Linked DNA regions of Mus musculus: region 2 is linked to region 1. A link is a contact called in public Micro-C data. All regions are on one chromosome and are shown on one strand. Each heading gives the region's core, a stretch centred on a gene start, on an enhancer-like site or on the middle of the called end of the contact. The rest is flanking DNA. Distances are from core to core; before and after follow the strand shown. Region 1 has its middle 68 kb from the start of 7420700N18Rik. Region 2 overlaps Nrg1 (neuregulin 1).

Region 1 (5,079 bases), core at 2,578-5,077:
TTTTCTTAGTGTAGATGAAACAGTTTACATGTAATTATTTATGCTAAAGAAGTAGATATCAGATATCTGGTACTGACAGATGAGTGAAGTTCCAGCATATATCTGTGTTGTCTTTTTTTTTTTTTTTTTTTTTTGGTTTTTCAAGACAGGGTTTCTCTGTATAGCCCTGGCTGTCCTGGAACTCACTTTGTAGACCAGGCCGGCCTCAAACTCAGAAATTCACCTGCCTCTGCCTCCTGAGTGCTGGGATTAAAGGTGTGCGCCACCACGCCTGGCTGTGTTGTCTTTTAAATGAAAACAGGAACATCAGTCGGCATTCCTATCAGGACGCCATTCATGGCATCAGTGACTTAGGTGGTTTCTTTACTAAAGAACATGAGAATCAGTCATTTACTTTTTATCTCTTTGTCAAATAATGGTTGAGTTGGAATTATACCTTAGCAGCTAACTAAGCCACAAACTTGACAAAAGCAAACTCTATGCCATTTTGTGAGTGTCCAGTTTTGTACAGCACTAACACAATGTGTTGTACATTTTATTTTATGCTTTGTGAATCACGTGCTATGAAACTTTATTCAATAAAATGTTTAATATATACATAGTTCCCTCAGCCCCTACCCAGAAGATGCATTTCGGGTAAAGTGTGAAAAAGTGCCATCACTTGATGCAGTTTTATTCCAAAGCTTTCCTATAGCATAGATTTTAAGTGCAACTCATCAGTTGACCAGCAGGTGCCACTGTGGTGTAGGGTCACAGTCACAGGCTGGCGCTTCCTGGAAGAATGTACCAGAGTTGTAAGTTAACCATCTCCTAAATTCACTCTGTGGAAAGCATGTCACACCCATGTTCTGTGACAATGGACAACAAAGTGACAGGCATGACGTGTTGGTTTTGTTTGGTGATGCTAGGGTTTGCACATAGGGCCTTATACATGTTGGGCAAAGGTTTTGGGGGTGTTTTTCTTTTGAGATACCATCTCACAGAGTTGTTCAGGTTGGCTTTTGAACTTGTGATTCTCTGACGGATACCTCTCTAGTACCTAAGGGTACAGTTCTATGTATTTTAAACTTTTCTGATTGCATTCAGAAAACCAAACTGCTGTCTGATTGGCTCTCCTTGCTTCCACCTCTTCTGACCACCCCTGTCCTCGCTCACCCCTTTCATTCACGTTGTCTGTCTTGTTGTCTCTCAGCACTTTATGTAAGTACACCGTGCATGGAGCTCAGTTGATCCTTCCCTGGGGCCCTTTCCTCACGTTCTGGGCCAACTCCCTGTCATGCATATCTAGAGCTAGGTCTCACGGGAAGATCAGCGATTAGCTTTGGGGTGAGTATTTCCCTACTTTTCAGTGAACTGGTTCATTTTGCCCTGTTAAGCAGAAGACAGCTGATCTGGCATCAATGCCGTACAAAGATGTGATTCTGGTAAAAGAAAGACTCCTGTCCCTAAAGTGTTGTTTCTGGGCTTACTTCCGCGTGAATTCACAGTGGGCTGGTGTGCCTGTTACAGACGGAGTAATTTTCCTGCAGACTGTGGGAAATAATGGTTTGGGGGTGGGTAAAGGATGCTTGGATAAGAGAAGAGGGATTTGATGACTATTTGTCGTTTGCTGGCTTATCTGTCAAAGTCCGAGGAACAGCTCAGCTCTCTTCCTCGGCGCTCATGCGTCAATATTATTGATGCAGGCGAGAAGCTAAAATGAGCCCAGACATGCCAACTGTTTTCTTCGTCCACAAAACAAATTTGTTGCTTAGGTAATAAATGTGTGGCTTCCTTCTTCCCTTCCCGGGATTCTCTTGTCTCTGTTTCCTATTTCCAGGCATAGGTGTGCTGGGACAGTAGACGGGTGCTACCGTATCTGGCTTGAGATGGGGTCACGTAATGCACTTTAGGCATGGAGCCATCTCCCTAGCCCTACATTTATCCTCACCCTCCTGGTATTTGAAAGAGCACTTGGAATGCAGCAAACATGTAAGGCATTGTACTTTCCGTTCCCTGTTTCCACCTTGCCTTCCCCAAAACATCTTCCTTCTCTTGGCTGTTCTCTCTTCCTCTCCCCTCCCCCAGTGTAAAGCATCTTCAGGTTGGCGTGAATGAGAAGGTAGAAGAATCATTATTCTTTTGTTCCCCCCTCAGCTATGCATTTGCCTAAGTGATTCTTTGGATGGGAAGCAACTAAAACCACTCTAAAGAGGAAAGATCCATTTATAAAAATACCCACGGCCTATTATTGCATTGATGGCCGGCTAGGAACATATTAAATCTTGCCAGAGCGCTTCATTATGAGTTCTCATAATTCTTGGCTGTCCTTATTTGTTTAAGAGTGAAATGCAAGTCCAGAGAGCCACCCCTCTTCTCTGTGGCATTGTTTGCCACATGGGGGACTCGGAGTCGCATCGTGTGATGATTGAGAAAATAAGTCTGGCTTCCCCGTTGCCGTGTTAGAGAATTTGTCTCAGAAGTAGTAGTTGTGAGTCCAGCATTATAGTAACAAGAGGAGAAGTGGGAAAGAAGGGAGACATTTACTTTCTCAGCCCTAAATAAAGATATCAGAGTTTCTTGCAACAGACCTTGGAAAAAAATTTTTTTGTGGTACTTTGCTTTCTCAAAATGTGGTGGGACATCCCCAGTTCCCTTTGGACTCTCTAAGCATCTTGGGACATTGCAGGTGTTGCTTTTTCTTTCTTTTATAATAGAAAACTTCAATCAGTCAAGGGAAACACATAAGCTTCTCCATCATTCTTATTCTTACTTCTAATAATTTTTAAAGATTCATTTATTATTTCATGTATGTGAGTACACTGTTGCTGTCTTCAGACACACCAGAAGAGGGCATCACATTCCCATTACAGATGGTTGTGAGCCACCATGTGGTTGCTCCGTATCAAACTCAGGACCTCTGGAAGAGCAGTCAGTGCTCTTAACCGCTGAGCCATCTCCCTAGCTCTTTTCTTACTTCTAATTCCCAGGCCCATGACTCCTCAAAACAGGAGAAGGAATGAGTCAGTTGGGATATATACATTCAAATTCCTACACTGCAACTCACCTAGCCCAAATTCTGCCTCTACTCCATGTGGTATGGTTTTGGGAAGACAGAAGACAGTACTGTATATAATTCTCAGGTACAGAGCACACAGTTTAAAGGTCTTTGGAGAATATATTTTGGCATTATGACCAAGGGATTCACTAAGCATTCCATAAAATACACAGAAGTCATATGGAATACCAGAATAGGCGATATGCCAATGAGTGGGTCTTAAAATTTAAGTTAAGAAGAGCATGGAACTTTATTTTCTTCTTCTTCTGATGAACAGATGTTCTTCCAATGGCCACTCATTCCTCAGGAGATACCCTTCCCTTCCTCTCAAGCCTCTGCCATGTCATTCACTGGGATCTGCTATAAGGATCTGGCCAGCCTAAGCTCTAGATATGCTGTGGTAATTGGTAGATATGAAGCTGGTCAGAGAATGAAGAGCTGTGGCTTCTAGTTCTCCACTGAGAACAACTTTGGGCCAGATATAGTTTTTAACATCAGACATGTTTTCAATACTTGAGCTCGACAATACATATAGTATCCACGCCATGAAATATAACATCCACTCACCTTATGTTTCCTCCCTAGGCGTCTTTCTGAAGGTCACTCTCCATCACATTGGTGTGGAGCCACCTTCCTGTAGAGAACTTGGACACCTGCACACTTCTGCTTCCCACCTCTCCTTCTTCCATCCTCAGTCTAGAATTTGGAATAGGTGAACTTTAGGAAAAGCAGGAGAAAAGATTCCATCCACCCTGTGCTCTCAGTAGATTGAGTTGAAGGAGGATGTTCCAGGGCCCAGGGGAAATATTTTATTAACCTGGAATCACTGTAAGGTCATCAGGTATTGCCACAAGAGTAACCCTTTTCTCTATCAGTCTGTCCTGGAAATCCATCTCACCAAGAAACATGTGAACTGCCTTGAATGAGTTCATCAGCCTTGGGTCCACTTGGAGAGATAGGAGAGCGAACCTATCAGCTTTCCTGGAAAGGAGTAAAAGACTAAGTGAGAAGTTATTTATATTTCTGGCTGTCACCTGCAGCAGGCTGTTAAGATTGCCCCATTGAGTGGCCTCTGCTTATTAATAGAGGGAGTGAAGGTAGAAAAATGGAGTTAATGTTGCAATGAGACATGACATAGCCTCGCGTTTCCAGGATTGGCCTGAAATGAATTAAAGCCAAATTATACCAACAAATCTGTCATGCTGCCCTGAAAACAGGAAGTCTGGGCTGAGCCAACATTAGTCACGGCACACACTGGCAAACTCTACCAGATTGGGGAATGAGAAATGTGCTTCATCTGCAAAAATTAACTTTTGGAATTTGTAGAGTGTTTTCCATTACCCACTCTCGACTCTCCAAAGGCCAGTCATCAAATATGCTTGGCTTACTTCTGCTTCTGCAGCACCATTAAGTGTATGAATTTGTATGAGAAATGGAATCCCAGCTAGCTGTGTGCCCTTGGATAAATGACCTCATCTTTCTGGGCCTGGATTTCTTTTGAAAAATGAGGAGCTTGGCATCTCATGATGCTGGGGTTTTCCTTCAGCTTTGTTGGGGATTAGGAAAGAGTATAGCAGACATTGGTCACACGCCCACAAAATGCTCCATACTGTGCTGAGAAATGGAGAGAGAAAAGAAGGAAGATGTATTCCTTTAAAGAGTTTCCAATATATGCAGGGAGCCACATACTTAGAAAACATGTGTATCTCTCTGTGTGTTATTCTACACAGACATCTACATCATCACAGTAAAAGTCATTTAAAATAGTTGCAAAACCAGTCTTCCTCCTGTGCTATGATGGTATACAAGATACAAAGCTGAAGAAGAAAGGCCCTAAATATATCATATTGCATATTACATATTGTTCTCCAGTTTGCAAGGCCAGCAACCCTTCCCCATGAATTCTGAGGGGAGGAAGAGAAGTGTATGTGCTATGCCATTACCACTCTCCAGCCTCTTTCAGAAGAGGGGCCGAGGAAGGAAGGGGAGTCATCACTGAATGAGTAGTTAGTGCTCTTGGGGAGGAGTTATTGCTTCTCATC
Region 2 (5,032 bases), core at 1,824-4,323, 530 kb after region 1:
AGTAGGCCACCACACACATGATGCCGACCACCAACAGGGCGATACAGATGCCAGTAATTGTCAGTACCCTCTTCTGGTAGAGCTCCTCCGCTTCTGGAAAGGGGTGAGAACAGATGTCACTGAAGTCATCTAATGTCACCAGGACTTACAACCAAACAGCTGGCATGCTTCATGACGTTACCCATGTCCACAAGACAGTCAATCCTTGACAACAAAACTTCACATTTACACTCACGTCTAAGGTACAATATGTTCTGGGCTATACTTTAAGCATAAATAACAAGCTAGCTAAGGCATTGAAAGTAAAAAATGCTATATTTTATGATTCCTCTAATTACCAGCTATTATACATATATGATATTACATGAGAAAAAAATCATAGACATTCATTACAAAAGAACTGATTAAAACTATATCGATGTTATTCTATTTATTAAATATCCTATAAAGAAATCTCTTGCAAAGACAACAGGAATCAATGTTGATTAAAAAAAAAAGACCTAATACTGGCTCCAAGGAGACCCTTCTTTCTTCCTTCCTCATTCTTCCTTCCTCCATTCACCACCCTCCACCCCAATCACCTTTCCACTTCCCTGAAGTTTTAAATCATCACTTCATATCCAGTGGTCTTTACAGAGAGGCATGTCTACATTTAATAAATTGAATTCAAAGGTAATTGCAAATATGAACTTGGCTTGTAGATAGTAAGTTAAGGCAACAGCCTTACCGTTTAGAGTCAATTTACTAGAAGAAACAGGGACACTGTGGTGGAACAGGGCGCCCTGCCAGAGAAAACCCAACATGGTGGGTAGGGCACACTTGGGCCACAGAAGGGAGTTGTTCTTTGGAGGAAAATGCTTATTACGCTATTATCAGAGAACCAATTTGTATTAAGCCCATCATTAACACAAATGATGTATCCTTTGGACTAGACTGCACAGTCCCACATCAGACAACTGGAATATTCTAAGAGAGTGAGTATGGTACTCTGAGCTCTGAACTACAGGTACCACTCTACTCCAGATGCAGTAAGTCTGTAATGTGTGGAAATTTTTCCAGTTAAAAATTAGTGTCTTTGGAGGATGGCTTGCTTGATTTTATATATAGGTGTTAACAGTCAGGCTGTTAACAAAATTTGCAGACTTACTGGAGATGCTGAGTGCTTAGCAGTTGAGCTTCTAATAATCTGATTTTACGTATTTGAAGATCTTCACATGTTTGCCTAGCACACACAGAAACTGGCTTGTTTGCCATTAAAACTAATAACCTGGGCAAGAACCGGAGAATACTGTACAAATGGAATATCCTTATCTGAGCATCAACAAGAAGGAGTATTTCCATCATCTGCTCAGCCTTGGAAGTTATACCATTCTCTTCCTTGAAAGGGGGCAGGGTCACAGGAAGTTTTCTTAAACATGAATAAGTGATTTTTAATTTCTATCAATTAGAGGATCTTATCATGAAAGAAAACATTTCCTACAAGCCGAGTCCATGGTAATCAAGTCCCGGTTAACAGGTCAAGAACACTGTCAAATCAAATTAATAGAGCACTTATCATTAAGAGAATAGAAGTCAGTGGGTAAAAGGCTACAACACTGAAAAGATTAAACAAAAACAAACAGAAAGGGTTGGAGGTGGAGAGGAAAAACAAACCAAGTGGATAGACAGACTGAAAGAATGACTGAGAGTGAGAAAGTCAGGTACAAAGGAAAAGGAAGGTTAAAAGTTAGGGAGGCACCTGGAGTTCCTGGCACAGCAGGCCTGATATTAAGGGAGAAAAGAATAAAGAAATGAAAACCAGGCAGAGGAGATGTTTGGGGTGAGGTTGGGGGAGGAAAAGGTGGGTACAAAGTGGGAAGGGGTGATCCATACAGCATAACTCCTAACCTGGGCTAGCCGTGACATGGAAGCCATGATTAGAAAAGCGAAGCAGTTGGTGCGTTGCGGTGCCACAGTATGCAGGAGACATACAGCTGGTGTCATGGAGTTGTTGTGTTTGTGTGTACACTGTACAAATCTAACAATGACATGAGTGGGGGGGAGGCGCTTATGTGTTAATTGCTTGTACCTATTGTACTCCTCCCCCGAGACAAAGGTAGGGGTTATGCGGTGTTATCTGTGAATGGATGATGCCATAGCTTTCCTCCCTGGCATCCTAAGTGGCATCTAGTGTGTATGCCTAAGCAGCACAACCGTATCTCAGTGCTCTTCCTTCCAAGGATTCCTTCACATAAGCACACATTAGTTATGAAATGGAGCATTAGCATTGTCATCAACAAATGGCAGGCCCTGCTGTCCCCTTTTGGCTAATGTACTTCTTCCTTTAAAATTAATGAGGCCTGGTGTATGTGTAGCTTGAAGGCAGAGTGCTTGTCTAGAACATATGAGATCCTGGCTCAGGTTTCACAAACAGATGAGGGGAAAAAGAAGGGGGATAGGAAAGCCCTTGGTTGCAGCTTTTCACTGACACCCCAATACCCTACTCTTTGAAAAGCCAGGAAATAAAAAGGGGTCATATAGAAGGACTAAAGTGAGCATTGGGGGTCATCATGGGTTGCCTCCCGCCACCCCCAAACTCTCAGGGATTCCTGTAACAACTGTTTTGGTCGTTGGTAACTAGGAAAGGACAGAGTTGGACATGTGGACCACTAGCATCTGGTGATCAGCCTATTCTCATTGCTTGTGAGCAAAACAACCATTTCAGGGACTAGAGAGCTCAGTAAAGGACAACACAGCTAGAAGGAGCCAGTTTAAGACAGGGAACTCAAAACACAGGATTCAATTCTGTGTTCCATTCAGTACTGGCTACACATTTCTCAGCTAAATGTCTTCTTGATATTTTTTTTTCAGAGTTTTGCTGCATCCACAATATGAATAAAGGAAAATAAAACCTTGGACAAAGAGCAAGCCTATTATTGCTCGTCTCATTTTTGTATTACTAATTTTTTGTTCTTGTATCACTGTATCCACAAGGCAAGAGCAAAGCTGAGCTAGTACTCAAAATCATCCCAAAGGTCTGGCCTGGCTCCTTAAGTGGAAATGCTCCAAGCCTGTCTGGTTTGGCTGGATGGACCATGGTGAGTCACATCAAACACATTTTCATTCTAATGTGTCCAGGAGAAAAGACAGAGCCATTCTTACTCTCTTATTTTTAAATGACCCTTAAGGTCAGGAGTTATTTCTGGATATAATAGATTGGCCTTATACTCTGTGAAGCCTTAGAGATGTGTGGATAACAGTGCACTGCCTTTATCAACTGTGAGAACAGCTAAGGGAGCACTTACGTAGCATAAGGATTTGACTCTACTATTCACTAATCAAAATAGTAAAGTCTAGAGTCAGACTACACAGCTCCGAGAGTGGGGGATTTCTGCTAGTGATAGAGGTAGTTCTGAGGGCTTGGCTCTTGGTTTCCCACAGGAAAGGGCAGTTCTGTGAGATTTCTGACAGAGGGATATTTCCTATGAGAAAAGAAGAACCCTTGACACCCTGGTGTGTGTTTGTGTGTGTGTGTGTGTGACATAAATTTGAGCACTTTTTCCTAATCTATCTGATAGTTTTCTTCTTAAATTTTTATTTTCTTAGAGTGATGGCAATTGAGCTTCTCTCTGTGTACCTATGAGAGCCACCTATGGGTTCCTGTGTCATCAATTATGCTTCTGAGCTGATGTGATGTCAGCCAAAGGGGACAGCAGCTGTTGCACACACTTGATGCATATCACCATGCCACCATGCACCAAACAATTTGTTAATCAGGACATGGTGTCGTTGAGCCAAGACTCTGTTCTAGTCTTTCACATGAAGAGCCTGGAGGCCAGGAAAGGTGGAAGTTTCCTGCTCCTTTGTCCATTTATTCTTTTGTTTGTTCGTTTTTTCTCTTCTCATTCTCTCTCTCTCTCTCTCTCTCTCTCTCTCTCTCTCTCTCTCTCTCTCTCTCTTTCTCTCTCTCTTTCCTTTTTCTTCTTTCTCTCTCTCTTCCTTCAGTTCTTGAAGGGTCTTTTTGGAATATGCCCATATTTCATCTACCTTTTGGAGCCTTGTTTGTTTGGATAGTTACTGTGTGAAGTTTTCTATATGATGACTTGTCTGGGTCATCTTAACCTTAGTGATGTAATCCATCATTAGTGGAATGCCCAAGCAAATCAACAACATCTGCTTTCTATTTCCTTGCTTCTAAACCAACAAAGTTGACTAGAGTCATACTTGAGCATCTTCAAGAAATCTGGGTGATTCAACTCTGTGCAGTGTTAGATGTAAAACTGCCACTAGGTTCTATCCTTTCCTTTCTCTCTCTCTCTTTCTCTCTTTCTTTTTTCTTTCTTTCTTTCTTTCTTTCTTTCTTTCTTTCTTTCTTTCTTTCTTTCTTTCTTTCTTTCTTTCTTTCTTTCTTTCTTTCCTTCCTTCCTTCCTTCCTTCCTTCCTTCCTTCCTTCCTTCCTTCCTCCTTCCTTCCTTCCTTCCTTCCTTCCTTCCTTCCTTCCTTCCTTCCTTCCTTCCTTCCTTCCTTCCTTCTCTCTCTCTCTCTCTCTCTTTTCTTTTTATGTGTATGTTCTTAAACCTTTTGGTCCTCCGGCCTCTCATTTGAGTTCTCCTGTAGCCTATGCACCACTCCGACTTACTCCAGCTCCTACATAACAGCATGGTCCAATCAATGAGTCACACAATGGAGGAGAGGAGGGACTATGACCAAGTTGCAGCAGGAGGGAGATTTTTAATCTCTAAGTGAAGGTAGGCTTAGAAATTTAAAACCTGCTGCACTCCATAACATTCTCATAAACTAGTCATAGATTGAAGGCAGAGAAACCCATGTTATAGCTGTATGATCCCTTCTAAAGAAAAAGGAAATTAGTTAGGAACTGAAAAGGAAGAAGAGGGAGGGCAAAAGAGTTCAGTTCAGAGGCTCTACATTCTGCAGGCTAAAAGGAACGATGATTGGTCCATACCCATAAATTCAATCCCAAGATGCTCTGCCAATGCAGAAAGTTGACAAGGGGTGGGGGAGAAAAAAGAAAGAAAGGAAAAAAGTTTCAGAA

The links. A called contact is a pair of places that touch in the nucleus more often than the background predicts.
Region 2: a Micro-C map of the HL-1 cell line shows a contact between it and region 1, with 4 times the contacts expected there. The contact joins two enhancer-like sites. A contact is called at or near these places in 4 of 484 Hi-C or Micro-C datasets (the HL-1 cell line, embryonic fibroblasts and extraembryonic endoderm stem cells).

The regions. Positions count from the first base shown.
Region 1 is chr8:31,297,109-31,302,187 of GRCm38.p6, forward strand. No RefSeq gene overlaps it. Among named protein-coding and RNA genes, the nearest start is that of 7420700N18Rik, 68 kb to the right of the region's middle. Within about 2 kb of position 3,828, at least 34 of the 459 cell types and tissues checked have an H3K27ac peak or open chromatin away from gene starts, as enhancers often do. A contact at or near this core is called in the HL-1 cell line and embryonic fibroblasts, where this site is marked.
Region 2 is chr8:31,826,263-31,831,294 of GRCm38.p6, forward strand. Nrg1 (neuregulin 1) reads right to left here. Exons shown (of 10, transcript NM_001364423.1): 5 at 4,943-4,966; 6 at 1-93. Among named protein-coding and RNA genes, the nearest start is that of Nrg1, 90 kb to the right of the region's middle. Within about 2 kb of position 3,074, at least 35 of the 459 cell types and tissues checked have an H3K27ac peak or open chromatin away from gene starts, as enhancers often do. A contact at or near this core is called in the HL-1 cell line and embryonic fibroblasts, where this site is marked.